Regions from separate parts of the Capsicum annuum genome. Here region 1 is linked to region 2. A link is a contact called in public Hi-C data. All regions are on one chromosome and are shown on one strand. The core of a region is the stretch at or near the end of the contact, and the rest is flanking DNA. Distances in the headings are between cores, read along the strand shown. Region 1 holds the start of LOC107858586 (14-3-3 protein 4). Region 2 overlaps LOC107858587.

Region 1 (6,969 bases), core at 4,402-6,901, 40 kb before region 2:
AGAGTACTTCATTACAAGCTAGTGCTTTCCAATGTTGTGGTCACACGGAAAGCTAAGGCTGACACTCAAAAGCCAATATGTTGCAAATTTACCACTACAATAGGGAATAAATTTGATTGAATTAGTTAGATTATGCCAAGCGTTGTTCAAGCAAATGATGCTATGCTATAGCAAGCAAAACTAGGAAGAGTAAACTATGGGCAGTGGTTCCTCAAGCTGTGATATGGAAAATTCGGAGAAGAAATAGGAGACCCTCCAGAATTAAGTTCTCATACCACAACTTGTGGGACTCATATTTTTGTATTGTAATTCTTGGAGCACTAATTGTACAGATTTGTATAAGTGATGTTTTTTTCCTGGATAACCACTATTTCTATATAGCCCTATGGTCATGTGTACGTCTTGCATAAAGGCATCTCTCTCTGTCTTGCTCTCTATGGTATGGTAGAGAGTACTGGCCAAAAAATAAGAAACGGGGTGCATGGAAAAATATGCTAGTATTAGTCTATCACTTTGGTTGACTTAATTGCACACATGGTTAATAGAAATGCCTTAAATGATATATGATGAAGAGTTGTCGTCATTGTGTGAGCAGTGGAGGTGATATAGAGAAATTCATTATCACACCAGTTTTCAAGGATTTGCCTTGTGTTAATTAATGAAGCTACTGAGAGGGAGTCAATCAAATGCTTGAACTTGGAGGAGCACGGTCGAGAGTAAGAATATTAGTACAAATAAAATGAGGCAGAATATACTCACTGCGAGTTTGACTCCCATGATGAAGTTAGAGCAAGATTAGATGAAATTATGGGTCTAAATATAGGTAAATTCAGGAATCTAGGCCTACTGTCTCACTAGAATATGAAAATGAAATACATAAAAGTTAAAATATGATGGGTAAGATGGAGGAGTATTATGGTAATGCCATAGGAAATGCCTAAACTAGCGAAAGGCAAGATTTGTAGAGTGACTGACACTAACAATGTTATATGAGAACAAATGTTGGTTTACAAGATAAGTACTATAAAAATGCAAATGCTAGGAAAGATGTGCAACCATACAGGATTAGAAATGATAAACTTAGACCGAGTGTACAAGTAGCACATTTACGACATAAGACGAGAAGTTGACTGGGATGGTTTGGTAATAGCCTCACCATATCCAAGGTTCCATAGGTGTAGGATAACTGAAGGGGTTAAAGACAATAACGTAGATCTAAAATCATAAGTTAAGATTTGTCTCGAAAGAACTACAATCATTCGGCATCAATGCAGATATTGGAAAACAGAACCCAGTGGAAGAAAAAGATTCATAACAATGACCACCAGCTAGTTACAGCTGTAAATAAGACGTTATGTAGGTACAATCACGCCCAATTTGGTTTTATTAGTTCTTTTAGAAATTTGTATGTCCATACAAAAGCAAAGAAATCCTAGCATTAGAGAACCCCCTAATTGGTCCCTTTTTAAAATAAGGAGAATCCCTAATTGGTTATAAGAAAAAACTTACTGAGTATTCATGAAAGATTATAAGAGAATCAAAATAAATATTGAAGGTTAATATAGCCAATCCCAACTAATTAGGGTTGAAACATAGTAACGGTGGCTGTTATAATATAAAACAAATTCTGCCTAAGTTTACAAAGTTAAGTAACAAACATTCCAAAATATTCAACCAAGAGGAGAAAAAAAGGAAGGGTAGATAATTCTATCATCAAAGTTAGATTCTAATTCTCAGCCTACCACTCTAATCACGCGGCCAATCAAATGGTTGTGTTCGGGCACAAACAAAAGCAATTAGGCTGCATTAAATATAGGTTTAGAATTATGAATTCCCACATAATTCCTATTTATAAACTACATAAATGAAATTACTCTCTTTCTATAGACTAGTCCATGCAATTTTCTTGTCTCATCAGTCATCGAGTAACAGAAAAATATGTATCACCACATTAAAGGTACAAAGATAGCTAATTCTAATGGAAACACAGCAATGTAACACGGAATGATCAGACAAACCATCACCCTATGTTTAAAAAGGATGTCCACAACTAACTGCACCTAATTAAAGAATTTATTGCTAAAGATTTTTCTGCTAGGATATACACAAGGATAAAATCATGAACAAGCTTCAATTGAAATTTTTGCAAAGAAAACTGAACAGGAAATCAGGGAAAGAACACAACAGGAATAGGCTCCCCTTCCAGTTTGAAACAACAACAACAACAAACCCAGTGTGTTCCCACAAAGCGGGGACTGGGGAGGGTAAAATGTACGCAGTCCATACCGCTATCTCCAAAGAAGTAGAGAGGTTGTTTCCAATAGACCCCCGGCTCAAGATAGAGAGTAGTAAACAAGAGCGTAATGAAACATAAAGCATGATGAATGGCATAACATAAAAAGGGATAAGACACAATAAAATAGAAATCAAAGCAATACGAGATAAGATAAATAAGCGCAATATGAAATAAGAGATAAGAAATAGGACATCAAGAATACGACCCCCACCTAGTAGTAACATACACTCACAAACCAGAGACACCCGCCACACCCAGACCCTCTTGACTAGGGGCTCCTACCTGGCTCCTACCTATGGACACAGTCCTAGGATTACTAACCCCGCTATCCCTTCCAGTTTGAAAAAAGGAGAATAATTGCACAACACGAATAGACAAAGCACTTCACTCCAATCTTCAGTCACGAAAAAGCATGTACTGCTGCTAGCTACTATCAGAAAAATGGCACGCATAAATCAATCATTCAAATATAAAAGAATATTTCTATCGCTCGAACATCATACACCAAGCTTCGTCATCATTATGAGACATCAAAGCTAAAGGCGATTCCCGATCGAAACGTACATGCAAGCTTAAAGTAGTACAAGCATGTTTTCCTTCTTTTATAAAGATATTGGTATAATACAGATAAACACATTTTCCATAGTCAAGAATGACAAATCAACTATAAGAACTGGGAAGATAGTCCAAGTTAGCTTACTAGAGAGAGAGTAATTCAAGTCAAAGAACCAACAAAAGCAGAGAATATTACCTGTTTCGCAAGGTTACAAGCACGATCAGGCGAGTTGAGTATTTCATAATAGAACACTGAAAAGTTAAGGGCAAGTCCCAGCCTGATTGGGTGAGTAGGAGCCAGTTCAGCCAAAGCAATATCCTACAACAGAACGCATTAAAGAAAATCAGAATCATTGATTACAAGGAGAAAAACTGACAGTGCTCACCATAGATCACCTACCTGAGCAGACTTGTATGCCAATAAAGTGTTCTCAGCGGCTTCTTTCCTCTCTGCCCCAGTTTTAAACTCAGCCAGGTACCTATGGTAATCACCTTTCATCTTCAAGTAAAAAACTTTGGACTCAGCTGTTGAGGCCGATGGAATTAAATTGGACTCAAGGAGGCTCAAAATTCCATCACAGATCTTGCTAAGTTCAGCCTCAATTTTGCCTCTGTATTCTTTAATAGTGTTGACATGGTCTTCATTACCGCGGCTCTCCTCCTTTTGCTCAATTGAAGAGATTATCCTCCATGAGGCTCTTCTTGCACCAATCACATTTTTGTAGGCCACAGAAATAAGATTCCTTTCCTCAACAGTCAGCTCCTCAACATCTACTGTCTTTGCAACCTTCTCCATAAACTCAATCATTTCCTCGTATCGCTCAGCCTGCTCAGCCAGCTTGGCCAAGTACACATTTTCTTCACGCGAAGATTCAGCCATTTTTGTTGTATATGAACTAACACCTGATTCAACAAAATAAAGGTAATTCAACATCACAAGCCGGATGCCACAAAACATGCATTCATAAACAGTTAAACTGCAACTTCAGGATCTATCACCATTCTCCACTATTAATTTCAAGTGAACTGAAATATTGGCAGTGTGGTTCAACACCCCGTGAACTATATTTGAGACAGTTAATTCCTATGAGCTTTGCTCAGGTTTCCCATATTAATAAGGGGGTAATTATTAAGAAACTCATTTTCTCAAACCATAGAATAATGGCTAACCATTCTGCTACTATTCCAAATATAGATAGGTTTTCACTTCTCAACTAAAATTAAAAGAGGTGGTCGACTTAACTAGATCTGAGCCTTTAAATTATAAAGTGCACACATGTTCTTTATTTAAGCCTACACTGGAAGAAACTGATGAGTAACAAATGTTACGCGAAAGAGACCAATCTAATGAATATCATAGGAAACTGCAAAAGGCCCTTCAGAGTGGGTGTGATGTGTACTGTTGGATATTAAAAGAATCTTCATTGAGAGGAGTAACTCCTCAGATACTGGTTAAGGGAGTGTTTGTGCAAAGTCATACCACCTCCAAGGGTTAAGGGGAAACCACTACTTATTCTTTAAGAAAATCACAGATATTTAAAAAAGAATACTTCAAACACACACAATTCACATTTTTTATTCAGGACATAAAATGCTATTTCATTTTTTCTAAATGCAGAAACAGGCCATGAGTATTTAGTAAAGACTGATATGAAGGTGTTACCTCATGAGTATTTTCAAGTGAAATATTAGTCTCTACTCACCAATCTTCACAAACTTATTTTTCCAAATTAAGTTCATGTCAAACACACAACATCAACTTTCACAAAATCTCCCACAATTTTAATTTTAAATACTCTTCTCTTTCCTTTTTTTTTTTTTGTTACTTAAACTAACGCTTAACCAGTAACCGATCTACGGATACTTTATCTTTGTCTTCAGTGTGTTTTTGTTCTTCATTGAAATAGCACTTCAAATAAATGGTGTGAAATCACAAAGATATAAAATCGATTAGGTTCTGTTTCATTTCTCCACTTTCCTCGCTTACTATATGAAATCTCTATACCTAGGGTCGTTTGGTACACCGGATAGGATAATTACGAATATGACTATTTTATCCCACCCTCCATATGGGATAGTAATAATGGTGGGATAAAATAGTCCCGGGCTTTGTTAATACCTCATATATCAAACTTGGGATAAAGTCAATCCCAAATTTTATCTCGGGGTTATTTTCCTCATCCAGTGTACCAAAAGACCACTAAAAATCAGAGTAAAACTTAGAAAAAACTAACAATAACAATAAGCACGAAGGCCTTTACCCTTGTTATACAGTGATAAGTAATTAATTATGAACGGACTAAATGACTAGATTCTCCGGCAACGCTAGCTAAGCTAAGAGTATTTGTTCCCTTCGAATAAATGTATTAATGAAATGGATCAAAATAAATTCAGATTTAAAGGAATCAGTTGGTCAAAGTTTTCAGATCTGCAGTTACGAAGAACGGAGCATCGAAGCAAAAAAGGAAAGATCGACTATAAATCATCAATAATAAAATGGATTTGTGAAAAGGAGCGGAAAGTACCTGGTTGATGTAGCTAGCGGATTGGGGGGTTATCTGATTCTCTTGCAATCACGGAAGAAGAAAGCAAACGAGAATTGTGAATTGTGTTTCCTTATATAAAATTAGATGAATTAGATGATGTAAGACCTAGTAGCGTGCAAAAGGGTTGTTTGGCCCTAGTGGCGAGACAGGTTTTCAAATGCAGTTTTAAGCCAAAAAAAAATAAAAAATTGGTGAGGGATGATATCAATTAGGCTTTTTCGCCATGTTTCATTATAAAAGAATTTTTGTAATATATTTAGATAGTTGAGATTTTTTTGTAATATTGAAAACATAAATTGTGTATTTATGTAATTTTTAGTTATAAAAAGGAAAAAGGACATAGCATAACCATTTTTTTTAAAAATGGTCCATAATTGAAAAGGTGGACATGCTATAGTCAATCGGTTAAAGTAATTCCCTTTTTTAGCCATTTGATCCAATTGGGCACGTGCAGTCTCTATACTCAATTGATACACTTTTATACCACATTGATACACTTTTATACTATATTGATACACTTTTTAAAAAAGAGAAAGGAAATTTTATGCAAACAGAAGCAGTCTCTATACCCAATTAATATTTTTTATAACATATTAATACACTTTTATACTACATTAATACACTTGCAGTGTCCATATACTCAATCAATACTCTCTTATACTAGATTGATACATTTTTAGAATGCATGTAGAAACTATATAAAGTCGTATAAAATATGTATCTAGATAATAATTGTAGTTAAAAATTGTATAGAATATGTATAAAAATGCTATAATTATTATATAGAATATGTATATGTATAGAAACTGTATCATTATTATATAACTATATATCTTTAACAATTGTATTATATCAAAAGTACATGATATTGTATTTTATTGTATAAATAAGTAAAACTAAACAAAAAAAATAGTATGTTATTTTAATAATGTTATATCACTTAAAAAAGATTGTCATGTAAATGGTTTAGAATAAAACTTATAAATCTACCTAAAAGTTCAGTTGAATTGTCCAACGTCTACTTTGACTTTTGAAAGTGAAATGGATTAAACTTTGCATTATTTAAAAAGAAAAGGAGCCAAAAAAATATGGACCCATTAAAGATGAAACTATGTTGAAGTAGAGCTGCTAGCATATCTGCTAGCGTTATCAAGTAGATTTGGTTGAAATGGTTAGTTAGCTCATACTATGTTAGAAAGAATAAGTTGCAGAAGTGTGTTTTGAGATCGTTCGGCTCAGTACACAAGACTGAAAGGGCCAAATTGTGATGCTTAATGCCTATTTACTGGGTTTTTAAATTTAGGTGCTAGTTTTGTGGAATTATTTTAGTTTTAGGTGTTATTTTTGTCCTTTACCCTTATAAAAATTACTTCAAACTAGATAATGAAGGACCGTTTTACGGGCTCAATATTACAGTTTTATATGTATTTATCAGCATTAATTAGTTAATAAAAAAAATTAAATTAATGTTTTTAAATAAATACGATAGAAAATGATAATAGAGATCATACTTTAAAAAAACTATATATTTTTATTTTTCTAAAATCAAATAATAGCTTACAATTTATTTAA
Region 2 (6,957 bases), core at 3,796-6,295:
TATTTATTTATATATTTTAATTTCTCTAAAAAATAATAAAAATGTCGACTTCATTGTTGAATTACATATTTTAAACTAAATAGTTTTTTAATCACTTAAAAATTGATATTGTATATATCAATTAAATGAATTTTAATATTCTATATTATATGAGTGATATGTGTTTAAATGAAGTGACATAAACAACAAAACCTCTTTTACTTTAACAAACTTAAGTTGAAAGTTTTTATTTCAAATTAAATTTAAACACACACGGCATAATCATGGGAAGACACATGCAAAATAATTAAAGTTAAATAAGATGAAAGTGTTATAAACTAATAAAGAATAAAGAATAAGAGTAGAGAAAACAAAGAGAGTATTTGTTATTTCTCTTTTAAGGATGAATTACAATGAAGGAAAACCCCTTTCTCTACACGGAAAAACTAACCTTGGGGTTAGTAACTTTTCCATAAATAGGCATACACAATATATGGTAAAGTAAGTATTCACTATATATGGTAAAGTAGACATTCACTATATATGGTACATTTATAACACTTCCCCTTGAATGTCTAATTGATAGGTAATGTGCCTCGTTAAAACCTTACTAGAAAAAATCAATGGAAAAAAATCTAGTGAAGGAAAAAGAGTACATATCTCTAACAATACGCATATAAGCTGCCTCATTAAAAACTTTACAAGAAAAATCTAGTGGGACAAAACCTCATAAGGGAAAAAGAGTACAACGCGTATTAACTCCCCCTAATGAGAACATCCTTGAACCTTTGCAGTGCATCGTTTTCTTGAAAGTTGCAATTGGAGGGGACTTGTTGAATAAATCAACCAAATTGTAACTTGAACGAATATGTTGCATGTTAACATCACGATTCTTATAGCTCGTGTATATAGAAAATCTTTGACGAAATGTGCTTCGTTCTATCTCCTTGAATCCTCCCTTAAGTTGAGTTGTGCATGTTACATTATACTCATAAAAAAATTATGGGTACTTTATCACATTTCAAACCATAATTTTTGCGAATGAGATATATCATGGACCTCAATCATACACATTCTCGGCTTGCTTTATGAATAGCGAGTTAGCATGGTTCGATGAAGTGACTAGATAAACTAATTTGTATATCTCTAAGATATGACAGTATCCCCACATGTGAACACATTGCATGTTTGAGACCAAGATTTATGTGGGTTAAATAAATAACCAGCATAAGCATAATCAACAAGATCAGAACTACATTCTTTAGAATAAAATAAGATCATGTTGATCCCATTTCGATGTCTCTTAGTAGGAGAAGAACTATACCTTGCTAATAAATTAGTTGAAAAGGCTATAACAGGCCTTGTGGTATTTACAAGATATATTTTGTCAAGTGACAATATTCAACATTTTCATGTGTGACATCTTCAAGCGTGTGGATTACAAATCAAATAAGTTTTCACTTACCAAGATGCATCCTTTAATGTTATTTGATAAATGTTTCTACGTCAGCATGCTTAAATAAATGTAGAATTCGAATCCTCGTAATCTTTCACAATATTGTACCAATATTTGATCTAAGATATTGATGATATATCATTTCGTATTGGTTCACAATGCGACACAACATTTTGAGATCTCATCATTTCATTATTTTTAGGTACCTGAACCTCTCATAAATTTCATGAAATGTTATGTCGTAGGCTCTTCAAGAGCACATTGCCTTCTTATTATGATTATTTGCTCCTTATACGTTTCAAGAATTATTTTATTTAGAATCGATTGGTCTATCACGCTTCACGCATGCAAGACTTTGTCCTTTTGAGACACAAAATAGGAGCACTTGCAGCTTAAATATGAGATGCTTTCGGCATTTGACTTGAATTATCTTTTGAATGAGGATCTGTTGATAATTTCTAATATATTCATAACTGTTTATAATCTCCCCCTTATGTTAGGAAAACTAACATACATCCTCTATTTTATTTGAGGAATCCATCTTTGTGCATCATGGTATATCCATTAATCGTATACCACACATCAACTATTAGATGAAATAGTTGGTTCATGACCTTGAACCAATTGACAGGAAAGAAATAATCATAATTTATTAGTCTAATGCATACAAGTGTATGCAACATATCATATTTCAGACCAACAAATAAAGTTTTGTTCTCATCAGCAATGGTTTAGCTATTTATTGAAGGCATTCAATGCCAAACCATTTTCATCAAGATGAATTGTCTTGAATGCACAATCTGAAAGTTATGCTCTTAACTTAATTTTGTTGAGCAAACAACTTTATGAATGTCAAACTATAGGTTGACAATAAATGTACATGTGATTATCTTATTGATGCATCTTTTCAACATATCACATGAAAGGTGAGCGAGCCCTTATTCACTTTTTATATTTTTCAGATTTTGAGGGATCCAATCTAATAATTAGTTGGTCCAACCAACTTATCATGAGAACAAATAACATGAATAATTCTTGAAGAATTTTCTAATCTTCATTACATGTTCAATACTCAATATGCATATCTTCGGGATGTCATAATCGTTCATGTCAACTTATGAACTTTTATTCTAGCAAACTCCAAGTTTACCATGACATGTACCTTTTTACTTTAGTAAATTTCAGATTTACTATTACATGAATAAATTTCAGATTTACTACTTTAGAAGTAGATTTCAAAAAACTCTTCTCGGTTATTCTGCCTTATTCGGAGGTGAGTTGTGAAGCTATCACAATTAAGTTCACGTTTGCTGATAAGTTTTACTAAATATCATCACATTTACCCAGGAAATGGATCTATGCTTATAACAATTTAAATTCTCATTCCCATGAATGAAATATAATCGTGTCTTAAGCCTATCAAATTGACAGCTTATAACCTCTTTTATGATATTACTACTTCAGGAGCAAATCGAGGCATACATATGATCTAGAGAAATTTTCTCTAACATATCTTATGATCATAATGTGCGTGTGAAAATATCATCACTTTTGATGATCATTATCATATTTTTCCTCAACGCGTATATTCGTGCATTCAATCACTCGTCTTCTTTCAGACATATTATGCACTGCTATCACATACACTTCAAGAATGAAGTAAGTTGTCATATTTCAGACTTATCATATATTGCTATCACATTCACTTCATGGAATGAAACATATTCGATGGGATATATTTCATGACTTTTCATTAAAAATACATTATTTTGCCTTAGCCATCATAATATCATCAGTATGATGCATTAAGATTCAAACTCAACGTCTTACCTATATAAAGACGTCTTAGGCATAAATCAACAGGACTTGAACCCAAAATCTTATTATTATAATGTACAAACTCAATGTCTTATTTATATTCATATGAAGGCGTCGTAGGCCACAAATCTATAGGATTTGAACCCAACATCTTATTTTCATGATGCATGCATCCATATTGTGCTTTTGAGAGGATGACCATTTTCAAGACTATTCCACAAAACAAGTGGATCCTTAGTAATAATGTATTCAATTTTCATAATTTTGTCAAAATAATGACGCAAGAAAATCATAATCTTAGCACAATTTTGATTAGATGCTGTATTTTCTTTCTTTATGGCGTCTCCAAGACCTATAGCATCTAAGTGAATTTCAAGCATTCAATACCCATGAAAGGTAGTTCTTGCTCGAGGCAATGAACTCAAATTTTGTAAGATTATTAACAATATAAAAAGAAAGAAAATAATACCTTAGCCTTCAAATTTGAGACGGCAAAGTCTCGTGCTGATAACGTGTTATAAACTAATAAAGAATAAAGAAGAAGAGTAGAGAAAACAGAGAGAATATTTGTTATTTCTCTTTTAGGGATGAATTACAATGAAGGAAAACCACTTTATTTATAGGGGAAAACTAACCTTGGGGTTTGTAACTTTTCCATAAATAAGCATACACAATATATGGTAAAGTAGGTATTCATTATATATGGTAAAGTTGACATTCACTATATATGGTACATTTATAACAGAAAGTTTTATTTTTAAAATATACACGATCTAATTATGGAAATGCGCATACACAAAAAAAATTAAGTTAAATAAGATAAAAGTTTTATTTTTAAGAATAAATAGTTAAAGCTTGTAAAGTATATATATATATATATATATATATATATATATATATATATAAAATAAGATGGAGGGTATTTTGGTAATCAATTAATTTATTATTAGAAATTATATCATGCATATTACTTTGAATACAACAAACCAAATACTCAATAAAAAATAATCCTAGCATAACTAATCCCAGTATAACTACTTTCCCAACCAAACGACGAAAGTACCAAGAATAATTTGTTCAAATGGACCAATCAATAAAAAAATCTAAAAATTACACAAATACACAACTTATGTTTTCAATATTACAAAAAATCCCAAATCCCTAAACATATTACAAAAATCCCACATATACACAGAATGCCATGTATATGTCGACTATGTTATGTATATTAATAGGGAGAGAGAGTAAAGTAATTAAAAAAATGGGAGAAATTGTAATTACTTTTAAAAGGTTGGTATTTATGTTATTTATAAAAAAAAAAAAAAATCGTTACGACAATTTGTTACTAAAGAGACTTAAAGCAAACGCATAACTTTACAAAACTAAAAATAGAATATGCTTAGTTCAATACTTATAAGGGAATACAATCGCAATTGTCCTTTTATGCTATGAACTCCATTTTATTTTCATCTTCTTTAGATTATTTTCTGATGGAGGAGGATAAAGATCAAGTACATTTAGCCATTTAGGTCTTTGGTGGTACTTTCACCTAAGGATTATCAGCCATGATATAGATCTTTCCTATGTTTTCTACTTGCACTTTTATCTTTGTGAAAAAGGGCAAATTCGAGAGGGCCTACTTCAATTCCATCTGCAGCTAATTTGAATATAAAACAGGGAAGCAAGTCTATTGAAATTGCAACTCATAATATACATGACTGGCTATGACAATCTGTTCAAATCTAGTGAATCTTGAAGATGATCATCTATTAGATTCTAATTTCAAAGTACTCTACACAAGGAAAAAAATTATAATGCATAGAACAAAAACAAGCACAGGGCATATAAGGGCAGCCACTGAATTTAATCCACAACTCATTTTAAAATAGCACAATAAATAGAGACAGGCCAAAGTCATGTGCTTTCGTCATCTATTAAGTTCGTCATTGACAGAGCTATCAACTCAAAACACACACAAAAAAAAAAAAAGAAGAAGAAGAAAAACCTTCACAAATTGATAAGATAATTTCAAAGCATTCATCACAACAATTTAAAAGTTCCAACTTGAATCTCTGCTTGATCATTTGAACTATTACGTCAAGTGTCATCTACTGATAAAGAATAAGAAAAGAACAGCAATGTGCTTTTCTGATAAGATGAATTCATACAAAGCCACCTATATCCATGGCACAACAAACAATTTCAACAACCTTACAAGTTAAACACCAAAAGAGGCATACATATTGCTTAGTTATGGGCCAAGAATAACGCTCGACACAGCTGATGATCTTTCACCACATTTGCCTGAGACAAGAAAATTATCAATCATATGAGTAGGAACCAGCTTATAACAACTGGTGCAAAATAATGAAAATATTTTCCCAGAACCCATAAAATACAGAAAACCATAACATGGAGTTCTAACAAAGTCACACATTGTATTCCCAATTAATTACAGAAGTAAAAGGCCTAGACAGGAAAGAAAGAGAATATTAGTGTTGCACATAAGATCATTTGGTCATAAGAAAGAGATACATTAATTTTGAATAAAGGCATTTCTCAACTCATTTAACCTGTCAGCAAGAGAAAGAACTTGCAGTAAACTAACAGTAATGAGCACAAAGTGGCAGATTTCAGGTTAACCTATAACAGATAAATATCACAACCAAATCAAATGAAGTAGTTTCAAACTCCTTTTTATGGACAGAATTCAAAATAAATTAAGATTCAATTAAATAACATTGGTCAAGGGTCCCGGTAGAGCAAAACTGAAAACCAACATTGATTTCCAAACCAGTGATCACCGCCCTCCTAACTTTATTTCTCTCACCAAACAGTAATAATGTTGCGGTCGCTTCAGTCATTTTTCTTCAACCCAGGCTCACCTGTAGTATGCCATCTTAGCCTTAATTTCCTGGCCTCCCTTACCATTTCTTTCTTCAACCACTTAGTTATAACAATCAAAAGGTTCTTACTTTGCCACCAGAATTTATAAAAACAACCCTCCTACCCAGAGATAGTGTTAAAGAAAGCTAGGCCCCTTACTGATGCTCTCATTCAAGACAGGCAAATTACAGATGTAACTTTGATTGCTACTTTAGTTCTTGATTGGAACCTAAAAAGTAAGGAAGCATGTGTTTTTTGAAAGTTGGATCATAGAGAAAGCTTTTGTTCAACTCAATTGGTCATATCTTATCTCTACTTCAAGGAAAATCAGGTTTGGTGATAGGTTATCAGATAGATCAAGTTCACAGTGTTGGTTAACAGATCTCTAGTGGAATTTAAAGATTCTTACGCAGGGAACTCTCTCACCATTCCTCTTCATCTTGGCTATGGATGGACTTAACCAAATGTAGGATGAAGTAGTCCAAATCAGTGTTATAAAAAGCGCTCACCACGTTGCCAATGGCGAGGCATAGTCGCCTCTTGTTGTAGTGGCATTGAGGCAGGTGACACGGCGAGGCGACAATGGCGTCGCCTTTTTTTCTTTTTTAGAGTTTTAGGGATAAAAGGCAATTTTAGGTCTTATTTTCCTATTTTTGGCTCTACTAGCTTACTCGATTAGCGACTGCGGCTGCTACCATCTACCATCTCACAAGTTCGACTTCGACTCCGGCTACTCCGGTAAGTACTGATTTCTATTATTTTTTTTCTTTCTTCTTCTTCTTACTCCGGTGACTCAACCGGTGGTTTGGCATACTGTT

The links. Hi-C and Micro-C count contacts between places; a contact is called where the count stands out from the background.
Region 1: a contact with region 2 is called in a Hi-C map of leaf, with 2.3 times the contacts expected there. The contact joins the promoter of LOC107858586 here to the enhancer-like site in region 2. A contact is called at or near these places in 2 of 5 Hi-C or Micro-C datasets (leaf and placenta).

Annotation. Positions count from the first base shown.
Region 1 is chr2:78,442,069-78,449,037 of UCD10Xv1.1, reverse strand. LOC107858586 (14-3-3 protein 4) reads right to left here and starts at 5,651. Exons shown (of 5, transcript XM_016703316.2): 1 at 5,377-5,651; 2 at 3,252-3,754; 3 at 3,048-3,170. The coding sequence starts at 3,731.
Region 2 is chr2:78,401,894-78,408,850 of UCD10Xv1.1, reverse strand. LOC107858587 reads right to left here. Exons shown (of 4, transcript XM_016703317.2): 4 at 5,248-5,557. The coding sequence ends at 5,545. Among protein-coding and RNA genes, the nearest start is that of LOC107858587, 27 kb to the right of the region's middle. Within about 2 kb of position 5,045, at least 2 of the 5 cell types and tissues checked have an H3K27ac peak or open chromatin away from gene starts, as enhancers often do. A contact at or near this core is called in leaf, where this site is marked.